Regions from separate parts of the Mus musculus genome. Here region 1 is linked to region 2. Evidence: chromatin contacts called from public Hi-C data. All regions are on one chromosome and are shown on one strand. The core of a region is the stretch at or near the end of the contact, and the rest is flanking DNA. Distances in the headings are between cores, read along the strand shown. Region 1 overlaps Gm32847 (a long non-coding RNA gene). Region 2 has its middle 7.1 kb from the start of Gm40057.

Region 1 (5,806 bases), core at 1,061-3,560, 110 kb before region 2:
GGGACCCTGCAGAAGATGCAGGAAGAATGTAAGAGCGGAAGGGTGGTGGGGTAGCATGTGGAATGCTGATTTCCAGGCGTGACGTGACTCAGAACAGCTGTGACTGCCTGGACAAAAGTGAGCCCTTCAACACTGTCATTCAGCAAGGAAGGGCTCATGGTCTCCCTCCCTCCCTTCATTCTTCCCTCCTTCCCTCAGGATTTACATACAGGTAATGACTGATTGGTAAACCAGGAGTATGGAAAAACTATCTTTTTCATTGGTATAATCACTGGTAACTGCCCATGTTCCTATAAACAACTCTAAAGAAACTGATTGGGTTACACATGTAAGAAGACATCAAAATAGAACTGAGGCGAGTGGGGAAGAGAAATGGGGTGAGTAGGAGAGGGCCAAGAAAAGGTAAAGGTATGTGTACTGGCTGGTTTTGTGTGTCAACTTGACACAGGCTGGAGTTATCACAGAGAAAGCAGTTTAGTTGGGGAAATACCTCCATGAGATCCAGCTGTGGGGCATTTTCTCAATTAGTGATCAAGTGGGGAGGGCCCCTTGTGGTTGGTACCATCTCTGAGTTGGTAGTCTTGGGTTCTATAAGAGCTGAGCAAGCCAGAGGAAGTAAGCCAGTAAAGAACATCCCTCCATGGCTTCTGCATCAGCTCCTGCTTCCTGACCTGCTTGAGTTTCAGTCCTCACTTCCTTTGGTGATGAACAGCAACATGGAAGTGTAAGCTGAATAAACCCTTTCCTCCCCAACTTGCTTCTTGGTCATGATGTTTTTTGTCCAGGAATAGAAATCCTAAGACAGTATGTGTGCATGCATGAATAAATGTGTACATGTATGAAGATGCCACGATGAAACCTGTTACTACGTATAACTGGTATATGCTAATAAAACATTAACAAAAAAGTCCAAAAATAAATAAATAAAAGTGGGAATTTGTAATTTTCATTATAAAAGTTATTTGTGAAAAGATAATCCTGGGTCATTAAACAAAATTTAGAAGCTATAAGAAGGAGATGCAGGGACAATTCTTAGCCGTAACTTACCTTCCTATGTAAGTAGTTTATATTATGTCTCTATATATTTCTGTATCTCCATAGAAGAAATCTAAAATCTATACATAAGCACACACACACACCCACACACACACACACACCCACCCACACACACACACACACACAACTTATATGGCATCTTACTTATATGGCGTCTTACGCACATATACTTTCCTCTAATTACCTAAACGTCAGAACCAATTTGGACCTAGCAATATATAATGCCAAGCATATTTCTTCTCTGTGGAAATGAAATGGGTATGCCCATTGGGTCAGACATGCACTTAAGTGATGAAAGGCTATAAATCACAAGGCTTGAAGACATCCAGTATTCAACCAGTCATGCAAAGAATTCTCAGGGCAATAATTCAGCAGAAACTTTGTCAGGGCATCCAGTATGATTCAAGGGTTTGGAATGACTCACTGGGGCTTGGGTTAAATAGTCTTAGCTTAATCATATCACTTGGCACAAATGTAAGTCAAAGATTTGAATTCTGGTGTCTCAGTATCTCGGTGACTCACAAAAGCTGCCCTAGATACATTGAACTGTACACCAAGATATTGGTCACATGGATTCAAGAGTATGTCTACACATGTATGCTTATGCATAAATGCATGTGTATATTATATTCATGTACATCTATTCACACAACCTACCCATGCACGTACACACAGGGGAAAATACATTCGAATATTTCTCAGCTCTCTAGAGCCGAAACACCAGCTGGAACTCAGAAGCAATGCAAGAAATTATAAAACCAAACCAATTAGAATATTAATGTGTTCTGCCCCTAAAAACACAATAACACACACACACACACACACACACTAATACATGGCGGGAATATTTTTTAAAAGTGTTAACAGATAAAGGGATGGGCTTCCAACTACATAGCACAGTCATTGGAGGCCATATACTGTGGTGAGAGTCAACCCCCCCACCCCTATGTCAGACTTCCTGTGGACATACATAGTGCTGAAGTCAGTTTCTCACTACAGCAGCAACATACCCAAGATAACAGCTTAAGGGTAGATTTATTTAGTACTTAGTTGTAGAGGATTTAACCCATTGGGTTTTTGGCTCCATCATTTCAGGGCCTATACGAGGAAAACTGCTCACTTTATGGTAGCCAGGAAACCAAGGTAGCAATAGGAAGGGGTAAGAGGCAAGACAAACCCTCTATAGACACACCCCTCAGTGAACTGCTTCACCCAAGCAGGCTCCATGTTCTAATAACACATTCAATATGACTCAGCACCATCATTCCTCCACAGAAGAATTTATGGCCTCGTGATCCTTCCGGTAGCACTTCCTGAGGCACGTGTTTTCTAAGGAATACATCATATTAAAGCTATAGCATGTTAGCATTGTTTTCTTCTTGTAACATATGTTTGGGATTCTGTGAGGTGTGGTCCAGGGGTAAAATCATGGCACATGACAAACCATAGCAGCTACCTATTAATGTTATTCTTTAATTTAATTTAAAATTACTTTACCTTATTGGAATGAGCCAATTGTGACTAATATATTAGCACAAGGGAAAAGTGCATCTTTAACGTTTTCTAAAAGAGGCTTCTTCCCTACATTACACTAAGGAGTCTTCTGGGTTCAATCTTTCTTCTGTTTATTGTTGAATGAGACACAATATGAATGGCAGAGTTGCAACTCAAAGATACCCTTTAACAACTAGAAACAGCTTATCTTTAAAGATAAAATAGCCATCGTGTAGCTATAATAGATATATTTAATATAATAAGGTTCGGGATTTCCTTAGGTTTAAGAATCTAGTATAGCAATCCCTGAGGGTATTTTGAAACTTTTCTTCTACTGTTTCATTATTGTGTGTAAGTTCCTTGATTTCTAATTTATTTTTTGCTTGTATCCTCAACGATATTAAAACAGAACAAAAAAAAAGCTTTAGTGTTCCTAAGAAAGAGCTGTTTTTCTCTTAGAGTTCAGCAGAAATTGTAAGTATGTAGCCCTTGATGCCGCCGCCTAAGGAAGGAAATCAGTATCGCTGGCCGAACTCCAGAGATAAACAGTGTGAGTTGAGGTTTTCATTCCTGGTGGTTGGCAGAAGTCCAGTCAAGTGGCCACCAGTTTAACTTATAGCCAGAGCTTTAAAGAAACATCCAGGGAAGGGGATCAAGTCTCTGGACAGGTAGAATTCAATAAGGAAAAGGCCGGCCGCCCTTCTGCTCCGCCCTGTGTCTATAGTCTGATGGCAGTCATCCCTTGGGGCTGAGGCTGGGATTTACCTCTCCCACCTTACCATTCTGGGAAGGAACAAAAGGTGTTAATGTAGTGTAATTTCTGTTTGAAATGCTTCCTCCTCCTCCCCATTCTAAGATCTGTAGTGGGGGGAACCTGATCCAGTACCTGATCTGCATCTGCCCATGGCTCAGCGTTTGAGATGCATTGAAATCTGAGGCAGCTGAGCAGAGGGGACCCTGCAGCTAGCTAGTGGTCTGGAAAGTGTTCCTGATGACACCCTGGGAAGTGAACACAGCAGCTTATAAAACACCAACACACCTCAAATACGCATGGAAACAGTTCAGATGTTAAATAGTACAAAATTAATCAGTTACTTTGAAATGGTGGGGATATAAAAGACTCCCTCTTCATTTTGTTGTTTATTTAAACTGCACCTGTTGAGTGGTTGCTATGGTTGAGGCACGGTAAGCTCTCAATAAGTATTTTATCCTTTAAACACAGATAATGCTGATCCTGGTGGCACATACCTGCCATCCCAGTGCTTGAAAAAGTTCAAGACCAGTCAAGTTTACATAGTGAGTTCCACAGCAGTCAGGAGCGAGAACTTGTCTCCAAATATGCAAAGCAGAAATAAGTAAATACACCTCAAATGACATGACCATCTGTTTCTTTTAGAATAAAAATAACCTATTTTTCAGACTACCTTATGAATCTTAGGGATTTACCTCCTCAGAAGAAATTTACTGTGCCCAAAAAGTTCTAATTCAAATATGTCATGGTATGATCAATGGATAGACAGATCGACTACAGCAGTGTAATTATAGAATAGTCTCAGCATCTGATTGAATTTTTGATAATCTGTCTTAATGAGAGAAATGCAAATTCAAACTTTGTAATTGGGATTAAATTATTTATATATTTTTGTTTAGCTTTTAAATACAATTTGGAACTGACAAATGATAGTAAATTAATTGTGCTGGCAAAATGTGGGGAGGGAGGGAGGGACTTGGGAGGGAAAGTGGATGGGGGGTGGGGTGGGGGGGAGGGAGAGGGGAACCTGATCTGGTATTAGGTGAGGGAAAAGGACCTAATCCCTGAGGGCCATCAGAAAGAATGTAAACAGGCAACCTCAGGAAATAGGAGGTTGGGAGGACGCCCTAGAATGCACCAGAGACCTGGGAGGTGAGAGACTCCCAGGATTCACAGGGAGGGACCTTTGATGCAGTAGGGAGAGGGAAATTATAGAGCCCACCTCCAGCAGTAAGACAGGGCATCCCATGAGGGATGGGGTTGCCATCCCACAGTCACAACTCTGACCCATAATTGTTCCTGTCTGGAAGAATTACAGGGATAGTAATGGAAAGGAGCCTGAGGAAAAGAAGGCCCAGTGACAGGATCCAGCTCAAGGGGAGGTCCCAAGGCCTGACACTATTACTGAGGCTATGAAGTGCTCACAAAAAGGGATCTATCATGACTGCCCTCCGAAGGACTCAGCAAGCAGCTGAAAGAGTCAGATGCAGATATTTGCACCCACCCAATGGACAGAAGCATCTGACCCCTGTTGTTGAATTAGGGAAGACTGAAAGAAGCTGAGAAGGGCGATTCTGTAGGATGACCAGCAGTCTCAATTAATGTGGATGGACCCCGGGATCTTTCAAATACTGGACCACCAAACAGACAGCATACACCAGCTGATATGAGGACCCCAACACACATACAGTAGAGGGCTTCCGGGTCTGTGTTCATTCAGAGGTGATGCACCTAACCCTCAGGAGACTGGAGGATCCAGGGAGTTTAGAGGTCAGGTGGGGTGGTGGTTGGGGGCATCCACGTGGAGATGGGGTGGGGAGGAAGTGTGGGATGTGGAGCAGTTGGAGGGTGGACAGGAGGGGCAGGGAATGGAATATGGAGTGCAAAAAATGAATTACAAATAAAATTAAATTTTAAAAAATGACAAAAATTATAAAAAATAAAATAAACTGAGAAGCTTGGCAAGAAACAAAACAAAACATCAAAACCAAAAATAAATAAATAAATAAATAAATAAATAAATAAATAAATAAATAAATAAAAACCCCTCCTGGAAATGCCTGGAAGTCACTGCAATGTGGCTCACTTTGCCCTTGAACTCAAGGAAACCCTTCTGCATTGGTTTCCCAAGTATAGAGATCAGTTGTAAGCTACCATACCCTGCTAGTCTTTCTTTTTAACATTCTTTTCCCTAAACCGTACTTTTGGATTGCTTTATCCTCCAAACCTGCTATTCAAAGCTATTCTCTAAACTCACTTCCCCACAGTGTCTCTCCTGCTAATCCCCTCCCTTGAGCTTTAGTCTATTCCTCAAAATCAAAGACAAATTCTGATATTCATTAAAGCAAGCACTGCTTGGAGGGAAGACCCGGATTCTAGGACCTCGCAGGGTGTGAGGATGCCTAAAGGAGATGGAAATCTGAGACCCTGGTTTCAGCCACTGCACTGGAATAACCTTATACCAGGAGGTTGGCTGGATGTTCATTTTTCTCATTGACATGCACT
Region 2 (5,664 bases), core at 3,073-5,572:
TTATACTGTATTCCAGGACGAACTGTTTTATACTTAATGAAAACAAGCAACTATTTTGAGAATACATAGTAGGAGTAAAAATACAGAAACATGTAAAATTATAGGCTTTTAGTAGCTCGAGTTTTAGTTTGACAATATTTGCTGCTGCTCTCTTTGATCTCAAATTTACATATATGAGATAGGAAAATGAATGCAAGCATGGACGTGGGTGTCTGCGAGGAGCGGCATTTTGGTGGCTGTCTCCACTCCTCGCCCATGCCCTGGCATTAGACAGCAAGGGACACTGTTTCTAAAAGATGAGCCATGCCCAGGCTGATGCCTGTTTGCCTGGCTTTCCTGTTGCTCTGGACACATTTGTTTTGCTGGTTGCTACTGAGCATTATTTTCCCCTAACCTTTGCTCCCTTTCCCCACCCTTGGCTTCCAGTTTTAACCACATTCAGGGCACTCGTTTGCATTTTCCTTTCTCGCTTGAACAGAAAGTCCAGAAACTGCATAGAGGCTGCCAATCTGATAGAGTCAGCACAGACATGCATGTCATCCGAAGGTCTCTTGGCATTATGAAGAGTTCAATGAAGTTTTTATAGACAAAGTAGTGTGTGTGTGTGTGTGTGTGTGTGTGTGTGTGTGTTGGGGGTGAGCTTGAAACCACATGGGATATGAATGGCTTAGTTCTGTCCATCTTACTTCCCTGCTTGTGACTGCTTCTATTGAGGACTTGGTATGTGTTGTTGGGGTAAGGAGGAGGGATGAAAAGAATTCTACAGCTGTTTAACCTTCTGCTAACATCTGGTTACAAGAAACATATTTCCAACTTCCCGCAGTTTGTTAGTGTGAAATATACAAGTTAGCTGTAAAATAAACTGGTTAAGTAAAAATATGGCTTTATATGGATTTTTACCTTGAAAGTGAGAAATATGAGGTTTTTTTCCCCTTCCTATTTATTAATGTTGTCTGTTCCTTGAAATTACATGTAAAAGTCTGAAAACATTAGATTCTGTTTCTGCTCTTTTTTTAAAGCTTGGATCAATTTCCTCCTGGGTGAAGTTTAAAATAATAAAAACTGGGAAACCATTTGCTCAATGCCTCCTGTTGCATAGCAATGTAAACAAACAGGTCCCTTTCCTCTGTTAGGAACATAAGAACATCCAGTGAAACAAACCACAAAGGTTGAGTTTTAAAAAGATGATTTCCAGGACTTCTTAAAAAAAAACAAAAACCAAACTTCCTTAAAAAGAAAAGTAGAGGGTGTTTTGTTGTTGTTGTTATTATTTTATTTTTTGTTCTTTTCAGGCAAAAGCACTCAGTTGACTTCTCAGGGAGTCAGACTTACACAACTGAACAGATTAGAAAATGTTTTCATTAGCTGGGTATGGTGGAGAAATGTCAGGAGTTTGAGAGCAGCTTGGGATACATGGGAGGCCTTGTCTTAAAGCAGCAGCAGCAGCAGCAGCAGCAGCAGCAGCAGCAGCAGCAGCAGCAGCAGCAGCAGCAGCAGCAGCAGCAAGTTCTTCCTTTAGTGTGTGCCCAGAAGAGCTGGGCTGGACACAAGCCACCCAACTCAAGAAAACATCAGGAGCACCCTGAGCTGGCCTAGCTCTTCTGTATGAAGTCTGTACTTCCAGACTGCCTTGTCTCCGTACAGTTCTCCTCAGGACCATCCTTTGCTCCTCTACTCTTCCCAGCTTACAAGTATGGTCTCCAGGACAGTAGCAAAGAACTTTTTTGCCCACGGGCCCTGGCAAGGAGAGATGAGGTTGGGGTAAGATGGGCTATTTCTTTTCCTGGCTCTCTTCTGCTTTGCTATGGGCAGGTTGGCTGTGTCCCTTTACCCAGAGTTACAAGAAGCTTCTGCCAGACAGCCTTCTTCATACATCTATCCTTCTTGGGCTCCAGAAATTTCTCCCTCCTCCTTGCCCCTTTCAGGCCTACTGCCAGGAAGAGCAGGATGCTGTGGTGTTGGTAGCACTGCATTGAAGTTTTGCTGGCCAGTCTTCCCATAAGGCTTGTTGGGAAATCCACTGACTATCATTTTTACCATATATACGCTAGTATCTTAGAAGTACTATTTAAGATTTCATTTGACTTTATAAAATCATGAGCTTTGGCACTGACTATAATCTCTGTCAATGAGGAAAGCTTACATGAGTTAGTAACCTGGCAGAGGATCCCTGTGTTTTAAAAAAAATGAATGCACAGGCTGGAGAGATGGCTCAGTGGTTAAGAGCACTGACTGCTCTTCCAGAGGCCCTGAGTTCAATTCTCAGCAACCACATGGTAGTTCACAACCATCTGTAATGGGGTCAGATGCTCTCTTCTGGTATGTCTGAAGACAGCTACAGTGTACTCATATACACAAAATAATAAATCTTTTAAAAAATGAATGCACAACAGTAATGCCCACCTTCTGTGGCACACTAAGAACTCAAAACTTTTAATATAAAATATGACAGATGATTGGTTTTGTTACCCTCTATCCTACTGCTAAGGGCCCCAAAACTGGCCACAATATACTAGCTCTTATTACCATATACTGCTCTAAGCATTTTATACCCATTATTTCCCAGTAGTTCTGTAGAGTATTTGTTCTATGGAGGCACTGAGGGATATAGAATTTAGGAAACTTGACTGAAGTTTACTCAGACATAGAGGAGATCACTAAATCTCAATTAGATTGTAGAGTTTTCAAGGCAAAGACCCATCACACATGCCAATTTTGTCTAGCTTTTCAGTGTCCTGTGCAGTCATCCCTATAGTAGGTGTCCAATAAATGTTGCTTTTATTCCAAGAGCAGAGGCACTTAAACTTGTTTTACAATAAGCAGTAGACTAGAAACATGAATGGCCAAACAGCAGCTGCTTTCTCATAGCCCAATAACCTGTGTGGCTAAGAGCTTGTAGGCCAAAAGTCTGATGACCAAGAGTGAGGCTGCAGCAGGCAGACAGAAACCGGAGAGCACTTGTAGGGCGGAGTGGGGATGGCAAGGTAGGAACCTAAGCCTAGGACAATGGAAAGCTCCACTAACTAAGCCTGAGCAAGTCTCAGCAAGGCTGTTGGCCCCAGTGAGACAGTCAACCTCAGTCTATTCCATGGTCAGGGTGAAAGCATCTTTAAGAATACCTAGCTGTTGATCAGACCTTCCTGCTGCTTTCTTCCCCTAAGCCAACAGCTCCTGAGCTTTCTGGCATTTCTGTTAAAGCATTCAGATCCCAGAATCCTTTACCACCAACTTAATGCCTGCTCACATCATTCCTAGGACACATGGCTGAGCAACTGGGAGGGGGCGGGTTGTCCAGGAGTGCTGGCAAATGGCACAGGCTTTCCTTATACTACATGTGTCACAGTAAATCCGGTTATAAATGTTCCCTCCCCCCTTCTTTGCATAGAGAAACATAAAGGGAGACAATTACTCAAGGCACCGTGACACTGTTTGAGTATGCCAAAGCTTGGGCTGGAGGCACTCACTGCATCTCCTTAAATATCTTTTTAATATCTTGGCCCGATCAGACATACCAAGGCCATTACAAAGTTTGCAAATCAATGCCCCAGCTGTTTTGGTTTTTAATAAAACTGAATATGATCTATTTAAAATGATTGTTTTCTATAGGGCTTTCCCAGAACAGGGCTGTGGGCAGCCCTGAAGGCAGGTCTTGGCTCTGATAGAGGTTCTCTCTTTGGATTCCACAGGGTGGGGTGGAAGTGAGGCCTCTGCAGGATTGAGGCTGTCAGCCTCACCTCAGTCCCCCAGCCTCACAAATGTGCGCTTCCTGATGAGTTTACCAAAACATTACTGAAGAATCTTAAAGTTTCAGTTCTTTAAAAATCACAGCTTCTCCATCTGGGATCAGTTCAAATGATTCCTTCGTAATTTTATTAGAGGTCCTGGCCCAGGCAAAGTCTTTTTAGTTGATTACTGCCATGTTGGAAACCGAAAGAGATTCTATTAAAAAAAATTAACCCTCTTGTCCCAAGGAAAAATAAAAGGAGATACACAAAACTGTCTCCTCAGCGACTATGATGTCCACAGTTCCCAAAGCTCTCAGTTTCAAAGTTCCCAAGCAAAAGGGATGTAGTATTATTAAGTTTGGGGCCTGAATAGAAAAACCACAATCTAAGTGCCCGTATATCAATTTTATAATGTTGATAGTTGAATGCAATTCATCTGGGCCATAAATGTGACATCCTGATAAACAAGTCCTTTTGAGGCTGTATTTGAAGATGATTTTACTAGTTTTGAGACATTGCAGTATGATCAGAAATGCGTCACCCACTCATGCAGTTTGCTTTTCTTTGCTTCAGTTTATATAAAATGACTAAGGCTGTGTTGCCTGGGCTACTTGACTGCAGATCTGTGTTCCCCTGGCTCAGCCAAAGGAGAAGATGGAGCCTCTTAGGAACCTTCTGGGCCTTGACTTCTCACCAGCTCATCCCAAGCAACGGAAACTCACTCTTCTTTCTCCTTCTCTTTTCTTTGTCTTCTTTCTTCCCTCCTTCTCCCCTTTCTCTTCATTTCCTCATTTTTTTCCTAACCACAGGCAAAGCACTGTCTCCCTAATTCTCTAAAGTTATCTATTCCTGAATTTTTCCCTTAACCACAGCCGAGAAGATTGAATAGCTGAGGTCGGGAAGCACGGAAAGAATGTCAACAATTTACCACTAAAATATACATTAAGAATATTTCCAGCAGTTTAATCTCCAGGTTGAATTTCTAAATCTAGATTTCTCTTGTCACATGACTGTCTGTTTTCACGTTTATTTGTGCCACTTTCAGCCATAATTTATCCTGTCCTAAATGAACTCTCTGTGGAAGGTAGAGCTGAACAAAAATAAACAAGTCATATAAACCTCAAAAGCAGGAGGCTAAAATAGTTGTCTTTTCCACAAGCCAATATATAAATACCATTAAACATTTTAAAATTATATTTGTTTATCTATTCACTCACTCACTCATTCATTCATTCATTCACACATTTAGTGGGCATATCTGTGTTCTAATTGTCTGCTCATCATATATACCAGTTTGGCAAATAAGTGACAGCACGTGTTGTATTAAATCTAAGGCAGACATTCTGTGGGTTTAGTCTTCCAAGTCTGATTGTTAAGGGATTAACGCTATCCTCAGAGTAAGGGCCTGATGGGCTTTATTATGTCCCCTTTAGCTATAAGAACATCATATATTATTCTTAGTTTGTGAACTTTCTTTAGAGATATTATTCCCACCTCTGTCCCTCTTCCTTATTGGACTTAGTAATTGAAAAATATTTTTGTTCTACATTTCTCTACATATTCCCTAATTGGGGGCATTAACATTTGAAATCCAATGAATGATTATCAAATGTAAGCATAGTTTGACAGAGGCAGGAGAGATGGCTCAGCAATTAAGAGCACTGGTTGCTTCTCTCCCAGAGGTCCTGAGTTCAAATCCCAGCAACTGCATGGAGGCTCACAATTATCTGTGATGGGATCCGATGCCGTCTTCAGATGTGTCTGAAGACAGCATACTCATATACATAATATAAATAAAAAAGAAAATTAGAAAATTGTTATCTTAATCACCTAAAAAATAGCTTGATCGGTTGGCACATGCTTCTTTTTTCTTATCTGGCCTGTGCAGTGTTTATTTGTTATTTCTTGTCTATCACAACCCATCCTGAATCCCAACATT

The links. A called contact is a pair of places that touch in the nucleus more often than the background predicts.
Region 1: a Hi-C map of embryonic fibroblasts shows a contact between it and region 2, with 2.3 times the contacts expected there. The contact joins two enhancer-like sites. A contact is called at or near these places in 1 of 15 datasets of contacts at CTCF or cohesin (the NIH/3T3 cell line), 6 of 484 Hi-C or Micro-C datasets (the 3T3-L1 cell line, embryonic fibroblasts, liver and 2 more) and 4 of 115 datasets of contacts at active chromatin or transcription factors (the NIH/3T3 cell line, liver, neural progenitor cells and 1 more).

The regions. Positions count from the first base shown.
Region 1 is chr3:58,307,100-58,312,905 of GRCm38.p6, reverse strand. All of the region lies in intron 2 of Gm32847 (a long non-coding RNA gene), which reads right to left. Among named protein-coding and RNA genes, the nearest start is that of Gm32847, 8.1 kb to the right of the region's middle. Within about 2 kb of position 2,310, at least 47 of the 459 cell types and tissues checked have an H3K27ac peak or open chromatin away from gene starts, as enhancers often do. A contact at or near this core is called in the NIH/3T3 cell line, embryonic fibroblasts, pancreatic cancer cells and 1 more, where this site is marked.
Region 2 is chr3:58,201,984-58,207,647 of GRCm38.p6, reverse strand. No RefSeq gene overlaps it. Among named protein-coding and RNA genes, the nearest start is that of Gm40057, 7.1 kb to the left of the region's middle. Within about 2 kb of position 4,322, at least 43 of the 459 cell types and tissues checked have an H3K27ac peak or open chromatin away from gene starts, as enhancers often do. A contact at or near this core is called in the NIH/3T3 cell line, embryonic fibroblasts, pancreatic cancer cells and 1 more, where this site is marked.